Regions from separate parts of the Mus musculus genome. Here all the other regions are linked to region 2. Evidence: chromatin contacts called from public Hi-C and HiChIP or PLAC-seq data. All regions are on one chromosome and are shown on one strand. The core of a region is the stretch at or near the end of the contact, and the rest is flanking DNA. Distances in the headings are between cores, read along the strand shown. Region 1 overlaps Plekhb2 (pleckstrin homology domain containing, family B (evectins) member 2). Region 2 holds the start of Imp4 (IMP4, U3 small nucleolar ribonucleoprotein). Region 3 overlaps Dst (dystonin).

Evidence for each region. Hi-C and Micro-C count contacts between places; a contact is called where the count stands out from the background. HiChIP or PLAC-seq counts read pairs in DNA pulled down with a chosen protein or histone mark.
Region 1: a Hi-C map of rod photoreceptor shows a contact between it and region 2, with 2.9 times the contacts expected there. The contact joins the enhancer-like site here to the promoter of Imp4 in region 2. A contact is called at or near these places in 2 of 39 promoter capture datasets (liver and neural stem cells), 1 of 15 datasets of contacts at CTCF or cohesin (the NIH/3T3 cell line), 10 of 484 Hi-C or Micro-C datasets (B cells, CD4 T cells, CD8 T cells and 5 more), 5 of 115 datasets of contacts at active chromatin or transcription factors (bone marrow-derived macrophages, effector CD8 T cells, pancreatic cancer cells and 1 more) and 3 of 9 other capture datasets (adipose tissue, liver and macrophages).
Region 3: an H3K4me3 HiChIP or PLAC-seq map of bone marrow-derived macrophages shows a contact between it and region 2, with 2.8 times the contacts expected there. The contact joins the enhancer-like site here to the promoter of Imp4 in region 2. A contact is called at or near these places in 2 of 39 promoter capture datasets (the C10 cell line and stem cell-derived epiblast-like cells), 5 of 484 Hi-C or Micro-C datasets (LSK cells, embryonic stem cells, regulatory T cells and 1 more), 12 of 115 datasets of contacts at active chromatin or transcription factors (the 230-238 cell line, astrocytes, bone marrow-derived macrophages and 7 more) and 1 of 9 other capture datasets (adipose tissue).

What each region holds. Positions count from the first base shown.
Region 1 is chr1:34,865,640-34,869,348 of GRCm38.p6, reverse strand. It overlaps Plekhb2 (pleckstrin homology domain containing, family B (evectins) member 2), which reads right to left. Exons shown (of 8, transcript NM_145516.2): 6 at 3,119-3,208; 7 at 1-49. Among named protein-coding and RNA genes, the nearest start is that of Plekhb2, 18 kb to the right of the region's middle. Within about 2 kb of position 1,983, at least 20 of the 459 cell types and tissues checked have an H3K27ac peak or open chromatin away from gene starts, as enhancers often do. A contact at or near this core is called in B cells, CD8 T cells, neural stem cells and 1 more, where this site is marked.
Region 2 is chr1:34,438,105-34,441,413 of GRCm38.p6, reverse strand. It overlaps Imp4 (IMP4, U3 small nucleolar ribonucleoprotein), which reads right to left and starts at 1,585. Exons shown (of 9, transcript NM_178601.3): 1 at 1,487-1,585; 2 at 1,265-1,373. The coding sequence starts at 1,489. It overlaps Ccdc115 (coiled-coil domain containing 115), which reads left to right and starts at 1,742. Exons shown (of 5, transcript NM_027159.2): 1 at 1,742-2,186; 2 at 2,268-2,371; 3 at 2,482-2,564. The coding sequence starts at 2,076.
Region 3 is chr1:34,027,239-34,030,665 of GRCm38.p6, reverse strand. The region is part of intron 4 of Dst (dystonin); the gene reads right to left. Among named protein-coding and RNA genes, the nearest start is that of Mir6896, 88 kb to the left of the region's middle. Within about 2 kb of position 1,690, at least 34 of the 459 cell types and tissues checked have an H3K27ac peak or open chromatin away from gene starts, as enhancers often do. A contact at or near this core is called in bone marrow-derived macrophages, microglia and regulatory T cells, where this site is marked.

The sequences.
Region 1 (3,709 bases), core at 734-3,233, 430 kb before region 2:
CTTGAGTTCCTGCGGGGTATGCGCCGCTGTATGGACCATAGCCGTAGACCTGGAAGGAGACAAAGTCCCATGAGAAACACAGTTTTGAGGGAGGGGCTGGTGAGTTGGCTCAGTGGGTAAAGGCACTTGTCACCTAGCCTGATGACATGCTGTGTCCCCTGAAACTCACATTGTAGAAGGGATGAGTTGAGTTCTAAAAACTGTCCTTTGTTAGCAATAATGAAATCAACATACTTAAGTGAGCAGGGGTGCTGGGGGAGGGAAGGGGAGACGAGAGATGATGTGATGATACATACATGCATACATATATACATACATGTATACATACATACATACATGGGTGGCACCTGACCTCCACAGGTGTGCAATGGCGTATCCTAAATTGGTTAGTGGAGACACTGGTAACTCAGAAATCCCAATGAGTACAGATAGAAAAGGGGGAGGGACCAGGGAAAGTTTGCTCTCTCTGCCCAAAGAGCCAATAACTCCTCTACTCTACACAAACACTAAGAGCCCACTGCAGGAACACCCTATTCCCATCCCCAAAGGTCAGAGGTGGAAGCCCTAACCAGCATGCGCTACAACAGCCTCAACTACAACTACAACAGCTACAGCAAGCCTCCCCTGACCCCCTAGAGTACAGCCAGAAAAGGATGCACGTGGAGGATCTGGTGTAGACCAGATAACAAGGCACTCACTCTACCATGCAGCAGACCGAGGAGTGAGCCACAGAGTCCATCACTGCCGAGCAGAGGCAATCTGCCCTCCCCACCCCTAAGAACCACTAAAGGCCTTGTGGGGGTGGGTCAGCTGGCCGGACACCATGCACCTGTCAGTGGAAGTCGAGCAGTAATGGGCAGTCCTCTCTTCCCAACAAAGTGCTCTAAGGAGACTCAGAGAAAATCTAAACTCCTGAGCTGGAGCCCGGCCCCCGCTGTGGGCTGAGAATCTGGACTCCACCTGGCAAGATCCGAGTCTCTCCATGTTTAAAATGTCAGGGTTTTGACCAATAATCACTTTTAGCACGAACAGCCAAGATCGCAAACAAAATGACACAGAAGAAGGCCCACACTGAGACTGTAGAGATGTCAGATGTGGGCTGGAGTGCAGCTCATTGGGCGGAGCTTGCTAGGCATGCAAGAAAGGCTAGGTTCCAACCCAGCACCTAGGGTGAAAGATGCTAGAATTATCTAGAAAGGACTTGTGTATTGGGCTCTGGTGTATATATGTTGTGCAATGTATGGTGCAGGGGCAAATGTACATGTATAGAAGGTATACACGCCCATGCATGCATGCAGAGGCCAAAAGAGGACACTGGGTGTGCTCGCCCAATCTCTCACTCCCTCTACTCCCACACCTTATTCCCTTGAGATAGCGTCTCTTACGGAAAAGATTTTTTTTCCTGCCACAGTCTACTAGTTCTTTAGAACTTTCTATGTAGGCAAGGCTGACCTCAAACTCATAAAAATCCACATGCTTCTGCCTTCTGAGAACTGAGTCTAAAGGTGCGCACCACCACACTCAGCTCGGGAAAGAACTTTTTCAAGACAGGGTTGCTCTGTATAGCCCTGGCTGTCCTGGAACTCGAAATATAGACCAGGCTGGCCTCGAACTCATGGTGAGCTGCCTGATTCTGCCTCCTGACTGCTGGGATTAAAGGGGTACGCCATCACACTTGGCCCTCTAGAAAGGATTTTAAAGTAATTATTATAAAAATCTTTCAGTTAATAATTAGGAAATGAACATACTTAAATGAAAAAAATTAAAAACTCTACCCAAAATAATAAAAAAAAACATATAAGAAAAACTCAGTATAATACATACTATATATTAATATACAAAGAATACAAGTTCTGGAACTAGCCAGGGTGTGGCGCTGCACACTTGTAACTCCAGATTTTGGGAAGCTAAGAGAAAGTGATCAAGCCTTTACAGCACCCACATGGCTCACAGGGCTCACAACTGCCCTTAACTCAAGTTGCAGGGTATCTGGTGCCCTCTTCTGGCCTCGGGGTGTACTGCATGCATGAGGTGCTCACAGATACCTGAAGGCAAAACACTCATACACACAAAATAAAGTGTATCTTTTAAAAACAGACAGTTACATACAACCATTTGAAAATAATGGGATAATTATAAATCCAACGAACGTGTACTAAATTTTTATGCTGAAAACTGTAAAATGTTGACAAAACAAAAATAAAATAAAGAAAGCCAGGAATAAAAGCAGAGTGACAAACAGAGAAGTCCACGAGGCTCAGAGCAGCAAACACGCCTTCTCTCTAAGCGTGATGCATTGGCTTACAGCAGCTTTGTCAGAAACCTTGCAAGGCTTTGCAGTTAATACAGATAAACGGATCCAGGGCTGGCCAGATGGCTCGTTGGATAAAGGTGCTTACCGCCAAGTCTGCTGGCCTGAGTTTAATCTGCAGGACTCACAGAATGGAAGGAGAGAACCAACTCTCAAGTTGCCCTCTGACCTCTACCTGTGTGCTACAGATGCAGGCACTACATATACACACACACACACACATATACACACATATACCATATATATATATATATATATATATATATATATATATATACATACATACATACACACACACACACATATATATATATACACACACACATATATACATACATATATATATATACACATATATACATACATATATATATATATTATATATATGGTTTTTTGCTTAATTTGAGATAGACTCTCTAGATTAAGCTGGCCTCCTGTGCAGCCATGAAAGATCTGCATCTCCTAATTGCCCTGCTCCTGCATCCCAAGCACTGATCAGGAGTCCAGGTTTGTGTAGCTACCCCCAGTTTATACAGTGCTGGGGACCAAAACCTCCAGCTTGCTAGGCAAACACTCCATCAACTGACCACATCACCAGCTCCAAGAGCTGATCTGTTTCATCTAAGCAAAGAGGAATACTATGATAAAAAGGGAAGCCTTGGAGTGTATTTCTAATTTCCCTGAGACTGACTTAAGATTAAGATCAAAACTACAACCAGAAACAGAAGAAAAGAGACCAACAGAAATGGGAAAGCAGCAGAGAGCCCCGGCTTCCCTCATGTGTATGCTCTGCTCAAACCTCCCTACCTCAGGGGTTGGTGTAGCATAGGCTGCGTAGGGAGGCGGGGACGCGGCCACTGCAGTCTCTTCAGACAGGATTGCTGAACCAACGTAAGCCTGTGGGAGACAAGAGAGCTAGGACCAAGAGCACATTCACTCAGCAAAGAAAAGATCACAAAGACCCTGCTGGAGCAGGGGCAGCCTCCAGCCTCCTAAAACACCCTGAGTTCAGCAGCCAGTCCCGGCTCAGCCCCAAGCCAGAGCGGGGCACTCTTGGCCCGGGAAGGTACCTGAAGCTCGACTGCCTATAGACCAAGGGCTACTACCCTTATCAGTCCATCTGGTCACAATCACAAGTGCACAGATGCTCTTCTGTAGTCTAAAACCTGTGTGTGCCCCAGTGGAAAGGTAAAAAGTAACTTTTAAAAATCCACACGTAGATTGCACTGGGATTTTGCTAACTGCATGGCTCACTGATGTGAAATTCCAGGGCAGGGGCTGTTGGTCAAAGAAGGGGGCACGGAGTGAGCTCTGAGGTAAAGTAGCTCTGGCCAACAAAAGCTGCGACCACTGAGCTTTCGACTCTGTTTCCCACCTGTGCAAATTCTTCTGTAAGCC
Region 2 (3,309 bases), core at 336-2,835:
CAGGTAGCTGCTAAGGCCAGAGGACACTGGATCCCTGGGGTTACAGACAGTTGTGAGTCACTCTATATGGGTAGTAGGGAATGAATTTGGGTCCTCTCAAAGAGCAGGAAGTGCTCTGAATCCTTGAGCCATTTTTTTAAAACTTTTTTTTTAAGTTATGGTAATGGGTCACAGATACTTAACATTATGCTTATATAGCCCAGGCTGATCTGAAACTCATGCAGCCAAAGCAAGCCTTGAACTCCTGATCCTCTAGCCTCCACCTTACCAGTGTTGGGACATAGGCCCCCAGGCACAGTTGAGTCAGGCTGGGGACAGAATCCAGAGCCTCCTTCATGTTAGGAAGCACTCTCTAACAACTGTGGTACAATCCCAGCCCTAACATTATGCTTCTTAACTCAAAAAAACGTTACATGACACACATATACTTTATAGTCCTAAATTACAGGAACGGAATTTAATTACTGGCACCAGGGATATTGTACTATCAATCAGGCGGGAGACATGAAGTTCCTTAGATACAAAAGCAAAATAGGGATAAATAGAACATTTCCAATTAAGCTCTGTGATAGAGGATCTTCATTTATTAGGGCAAATGAAAATGTGAATTAATGTAAGGCAAAGTTTTAAACTAACCTGTAAAACGAATGTCAAATTCTAAATGGAAGAAGAATTAAAATGCAAGACAATTATAACAATCAATAACAGGTTTTTCTAATTTTGTTTTGAAGAAGACAACAAAAACAAATACCAAGGATTCTTGCAGACCCATTCCCTAAGATGGGAATCAATTAGATGAGGCAAAGGTTTTTTGTTGGTTTGTTGCTTGATTTGGTTTGGTTTTTGGTTTTTCGAGACAGGGATTCTCTGTTTTAGCTCTGGCTGTACTGGAACTCATTATGTAGACCAGGCTGGCTTCGAACTCGGGGATCGGCCTGTCTCTGCCTCTCGAGGGCTGGGATTGAAACCGTGCGCCGCCGCCACCCGACAGAGGCAATGTTTTAAAACTAAATAAAAACTAGATATTCTGTAAGCAAAACTGGCAATCAACCTGTAGACATGGGCAACTGTAGCATAAACGGCCATACTATCACATGGTGGGATCATTCAGAAACCAGTGAGCAGTGAGGTCCTACCTAACGAGCAGAGAAAGGAAAGATGACCAGCCACCCTGATACAAATACATTAAGTTCAAATGCGTTTACACCTCCGTGTAGTATGCTCGAGCAAGGACTTGTAACCCACCAGCACAGGGAGGCCTTACCTTCTAGAGCACGCTTGACTCGCTCCTTCTTCTCCTGAACGGATCGCTGCGCCTCCTCCCGGGCTTTGCGGTACAGGTACTCGCGGCGCAGGCGAGCCTCCCGACGGAGCTAGAGAACACACAGGGTCACCATCCACTTCGGAGCACCGAGGACCACAACTCAGCCCTCCCGTAGTCCCCTTCTTTCCCGCTAAACCAGAACAGGAAATCAAAACATCCTACCATGATGAGCGCCGCTCCCTCACGAGTCCCAACTCTTCTGGCGCTGCTGGCACCACGCAGTGATCACTTCCGCCCTCAACCAAAAAGGCCTTTAGAGGCTTCACTCGATTCCACTGCCGGTCAGAGTGCCCCATCTTAAGATGGCGAATGGAGGAGGGCGTCGCAAGGTGATTGGTCAGACGGGCAACCAATTAATTACCCGGATTTGGGATGTCACGTGGTCTAAGACCGTCCTGATTAGTTAGTCCGTCTGCGGCTTCACCGGTGCTTGAGCTGGTCAGGCAGCAGGCTAGCGAAGAGTAAAAGCAGGAACTGTGCGCATGGCTTCCTAGATTCAAGTTAAGGTCCGACTTTTGGTAGCCATCGGATTCGAGAAGTATCCCGCTCCAGGCGCTAATCCGCGTCCTGGCTGGTGACAGGGATCACCCGGAAGTTGAAGCCTTTGACTTCCGGGTCACGATTAGTACTGCCCCCCTAAGGGCGGATCTTGAGCGCTTATTGGCTGTCATGCACATGGCCGCGCAGTGATTCGGCGGCTTGGAAGGAAGTGGCTCCGCCCATCCGCGCGTGTCCCAAGACTGGCTGGGCCATGGCGGTCCAGGCTCTGCGAGAGGAGTTGGACTCCAAGTGCCTACAGCTGCTCAGTGACCTGGAGGAACTGGAGGCGAAGCGGGCGGCGCTGAACGCCAGGGTGGAGGAGGTGGGCCACGGGGAATGGAAGGAGGGATAGAAAGCGGGCACAGGGAGGGAAAACAGTCTCAAGTCTCTCCTGTCTCCCCAGGGTTGGCTCTCACTTGCCAAGGCTCGCTATGCCATGGGAGCCAAGTCGGTAGGACCCCTGCAGTATGCCTCGCGTATGGAGCCTCAGGTCTGCGTGCGTGCCAGGTGAGCGCCCCCCCCCCCCCCCCCCCTTGGAGAGTGGATGGGCAGGACCTAGGCCGGCGCGGCCAGAGATCCAACTTCCCTTTTTTTTTTTTTTTTTTTTTTTTTCCCAGCGAGGCCCAGGATGGACCCCAGACCTTCAGGGTGATCAAAGCTGACGCCCAGACCCCCGAGGAAGTGGGGCCTAGCGAAGCATGTAAGTCTCCTTTCCACCTGTCAGCCCTTACTCAGCGCTAAAGACAAAACTCATTGAACATTTAAGGAAATTGCTTCATTCGGAATCTGATTAATGGAGAGCGTCTGAGCTGGAGAGTTGAATGTCTGGGGGGCGGGGGTGTGGGAGGGTGGGGTTCTTATACTTTGATAGGTAGGGTTCAAGTAACAGGATAGGAGAGCCGCCCGAGGAGGTCTAAGGGAATGGGGTGTATTCCAAGCCTCCTTGACATAACATGGTTGGGTAAGAGGGTTAAAGGAATGTTGGCGTTTAAGCTGATTGGTTCACAGCATCTGGTCAAACCACAAGGAGGGACCACACATCTAAAAGGTGCATCTTCACCTGGGAACGAATCATGTTTTCTTAGCCCACCCCATTATTATCGACTGACCACAGCTATTACGTCTGTTTTGCAACTGCCAAGAATATTTCGGATTTTTGTTTGTTTGGTTGTTTTTTGCTTTTCATTTCGTTTTGTTTTTTGTTTTTTTCAGAACTCAAGGGTGGGAGCCAAGTCATTGTGAGGGCAGGTTAGCTTAAAATGGAGTCTGAGAACAAAATGGAGTTTGCTCTGGTACTTTAATCTCTACACAGTTAAAGGTGGACTCTTTTATAGTGGGATGAGTTTTGCATTCAAAGGAGCTCAACAGAACAGAAAATGTATATCCCTATATCTAGATGTTCCTTGGAAATAAACCTCCAATCCCAGTTAATCACTCCTGAAACA
Region 3 (3,427 bases), core at 441-2,940, 410 kb after region 2:
CTGACATTACTTAACCTACGTCAATATCAAACGAGCCCGTAGTTACTCCAGCTGAAACACAAGATTAACTTTCCACACTGTTAAGTCAGGCAGCCAGTGCCTTCCATTTGCTGGCCGCATGTCCTGCGGGGACGTGATACAATACATGCACGAGGAACGTATTAAAGTGACCAGCTAAACGAAAGCTTCAGTTCATATCAGAAGTGTGGCATGGCAGCGTTTACACACCCAGAATGAATCCTGACAGGAGCAGGCTGGCTGGACCTTGACGACTCACTGTGCTTATTTAGAGCAAGGGAGATGAGGTGGCATTCCATGTGAGTCTAGGTGCTGGGCGCAGTATAATTAAGGACTAGAAGTCTTACCCCAGAGATGGAAACACCTGGGCTAAAGTTACAACTCTGCTACCAGCAAGTCCTATGAGCCTAACGTTCAGACACAGCATGCTGGTGCTAGCAAGCCAGTAAGCAATATCCCTCCATGGCCTCTGCATCAGCTCCTGCTTCCTGACCTACTTGATTTCCAGTCCTGACTTCCTTTAGTGATGAACCGCGGTTTGGAGGTGTAAGCTAAATAAACCCTTTCCTTCCCAACTTGCTTCTTGGTCATGATGTTTGTCCAGGAATAGAAACCCTGACTAAGACAAATTACCTCCTGTAACCCCCTCCTGTGTGACCCCAGCACTGGGTCTGCCGTTACTCAGAGCAGAGGTACTGCCCACCACCATAAGAATTACTCCCGGGGCTGGTGAGATGGCTCAGTGGGTAAGAGCACCCGACTGCTCTTCTGAAGGTCCGAAGTTCAAATCCCAGCAACCACATGGTGGCTCACAACCATCCGTAACGAGATCTGACTCCCTCTTCTGGAGTGTCTGAAGACAGCTCAGTGTACTTATATACAATAAAAATAAATAAATCTTTAAAAAAAAAAAAAAAAAAAAAAAGAATTACTCCCTGTCTGCCCTACTCTGATAAAAGAATTTTATTAAACTGACCCAGGTTTAATGATCATGCAAATAGGAATATTAAAACCAGTGGGAAAACACACACTGATTTCCATATTTCCTAACCTGATGCCAAGGTCAGTGTACACACTCTTGTCTTTGCCAAGTTCAGTTCAGAGATTCCACTGAACAGAAGGAGTGGTTAGACAAATTCTGTATTAAGGACTTTGAGATCAAATCAACATTTCTACAACCCATCTATTAAAACGAATATCTGCCAGGAGTGGTGGTAGACACCTTTAATCTCAGCACTAGGGAGGCAAAGTCAAGTGGATTCTGAGTTCGATGCCAGCCTGGTCTAAGTAGAGAGTTCTGAAATAGAACACACAGAGAACCTGTCTCAAATGACAAACGACAAAGTAAAAAAAGAAAATCTATGCCTAGTATGTGTGGGTGTGTGTGTGTGTGTGAGAGAGAGAGACAGACAGACAGACAGAGACAGACAGAGAGAGAAAACGAGAGTGAGCCAGAGCCTGTTTACTTTTTAAGGGACTTTTTAAAGAAGAAAAGGTATTTCTCTCACGAGAAAAACCTGGTAGCAGGTACTAGGTTTATTTTTTTTTTTAATAACTGAGAATACAGACAATATACATGCAAGCACAAATTTTAGACAGTGGAGAACGGAAAGTACAGACAACCTCTCAAAGGGGGAAGCAGACAAGCTGAGTCCTACTGTTAACTTCCCCAGCTGACTGTCTGGGGAGTTTCCAGGCACCAGTGCACAGGAAACATGGGGTAAGGACACAGCACGGGACAGTAGTCCCCTTCAAGTGAAGAAAGCCATTCATCCAAGTGGGGTAAGACAACATGAATGTACCAGAAAACCAATAGATACTCAAAAGCAAGCGTCAAAGAGCCGAGGGGCTGTGTCTTGCCCCAGGTGTGCACACACGTGTAAGGATATGCACACTTGCAGAGAGAGAACCATCAACTGCCCAAGCCACACAGTGCCATCCTATGTTTAAATGAGCCAGAGGACTTGACAGCTACTGCCTGGTAATAAGATTCTCTGCATTACCAACAAATGTGTACAATGTGTCAGCCAGCTTGTCTGTGACCATGGCTGTTGTCTAAGGATACCCTCCCACTCAGAGCTGCTACTCGGAAAGTTTTCTGTGCTTCTGGCCTTACGGTATCTCTGTTTAAATCAACCCCATCTCCTACTTTTCTCTTGTCATCATCCACTGTGGTAACGGTTCACTTTGCTCATCTTCCTATATGATGAATTATGTACCTCAAAGTGGCAAAGACTTATGTGCAAACTCTACGCACAGTGTAAGGTGATCTGAATGCTTCCTACAAGTTAGAAGAGTTACTGCTTATTTGAACTTGGCAGCCTTGCAAGTGACAGTCTGGTTATTGTACTTAAAAGCAGCTATTACTTAGAGTAAACTGATTTAAAAAGCCCTCATTAAAAGAAACTCACTCGCTTGGTTTTTAAATATATATACTGAACATTTATAATACGCCCAGGATTATCACAGTAGTGGACATATTTAGGGGATTTACATATTTTCTGTGGCTTCCCAAACTCCGGAAGTATTCCATCTTCTGCTTTATAATACTTCTTTTAAATGTAAAATGAGCTTTTTCTCTCTGTTTTGAACTTCTACATCATCTCTTAAATCAGGTACCTTTTATAATTCTGGGGATCACTTTTATTCCAAAGAAACACTGGTTTTCTAAAATTCTTTCATTCTTGCCTGTGAGGGACTTTATGAGGCTCTATATGGGCGCAGACATGCTGAGTAGGCCCAAGGTCACAGAAAGTTACTCTCAGAGGTTTGTCTTGTGTCGTTTCTCCCATCCTACATGTTCAACTCCACCACTGTCCCACAGTTAACCTTACAGGCTCCTCAACAAGTCTCCAAGGTCTCATAAAGGAAAACAGCATCAGCTTTGTCCTTCTCTGTGGATATCGTGATGCTCCAATAATGTCTTACATGATTTTTAAATACATAAATGAAAAAATAAAATTAAATGAGCAAAACAACCACGCCCCGTAAGGATGGAACATCTTCGAAACCAAGGTAGCATTTGTCTATCCCATTCATTCACATCAGCATCTTCTCTGCACACTGGACACCTCAAAAAGCCAGAGTCTTTCGTCAAATCAGTCCCTGACAGTAACAGTCAAGGCCACTGACAACCACCTCAGCCATAAACAACCGCACAAGCCATAGAACAAACCCAGACACAGTCACACACAGGTACATAATTAAAAATTAGATGGAGGGGCTGCAGAGATGACTCAGTGGTTTAGAGCACTGACTGTTCTTCCTGAGTTCAATTCCCAACATGGTGACTCACAACCATCTGTAATGGGGTCCAATGCCCTCTTCTGTTGTGTCTGAAGTCAGCTGTACTGACTTCAGAATGTACTACAGTGTAGTGCATTCATATATACAAAATATATTCTTAAAT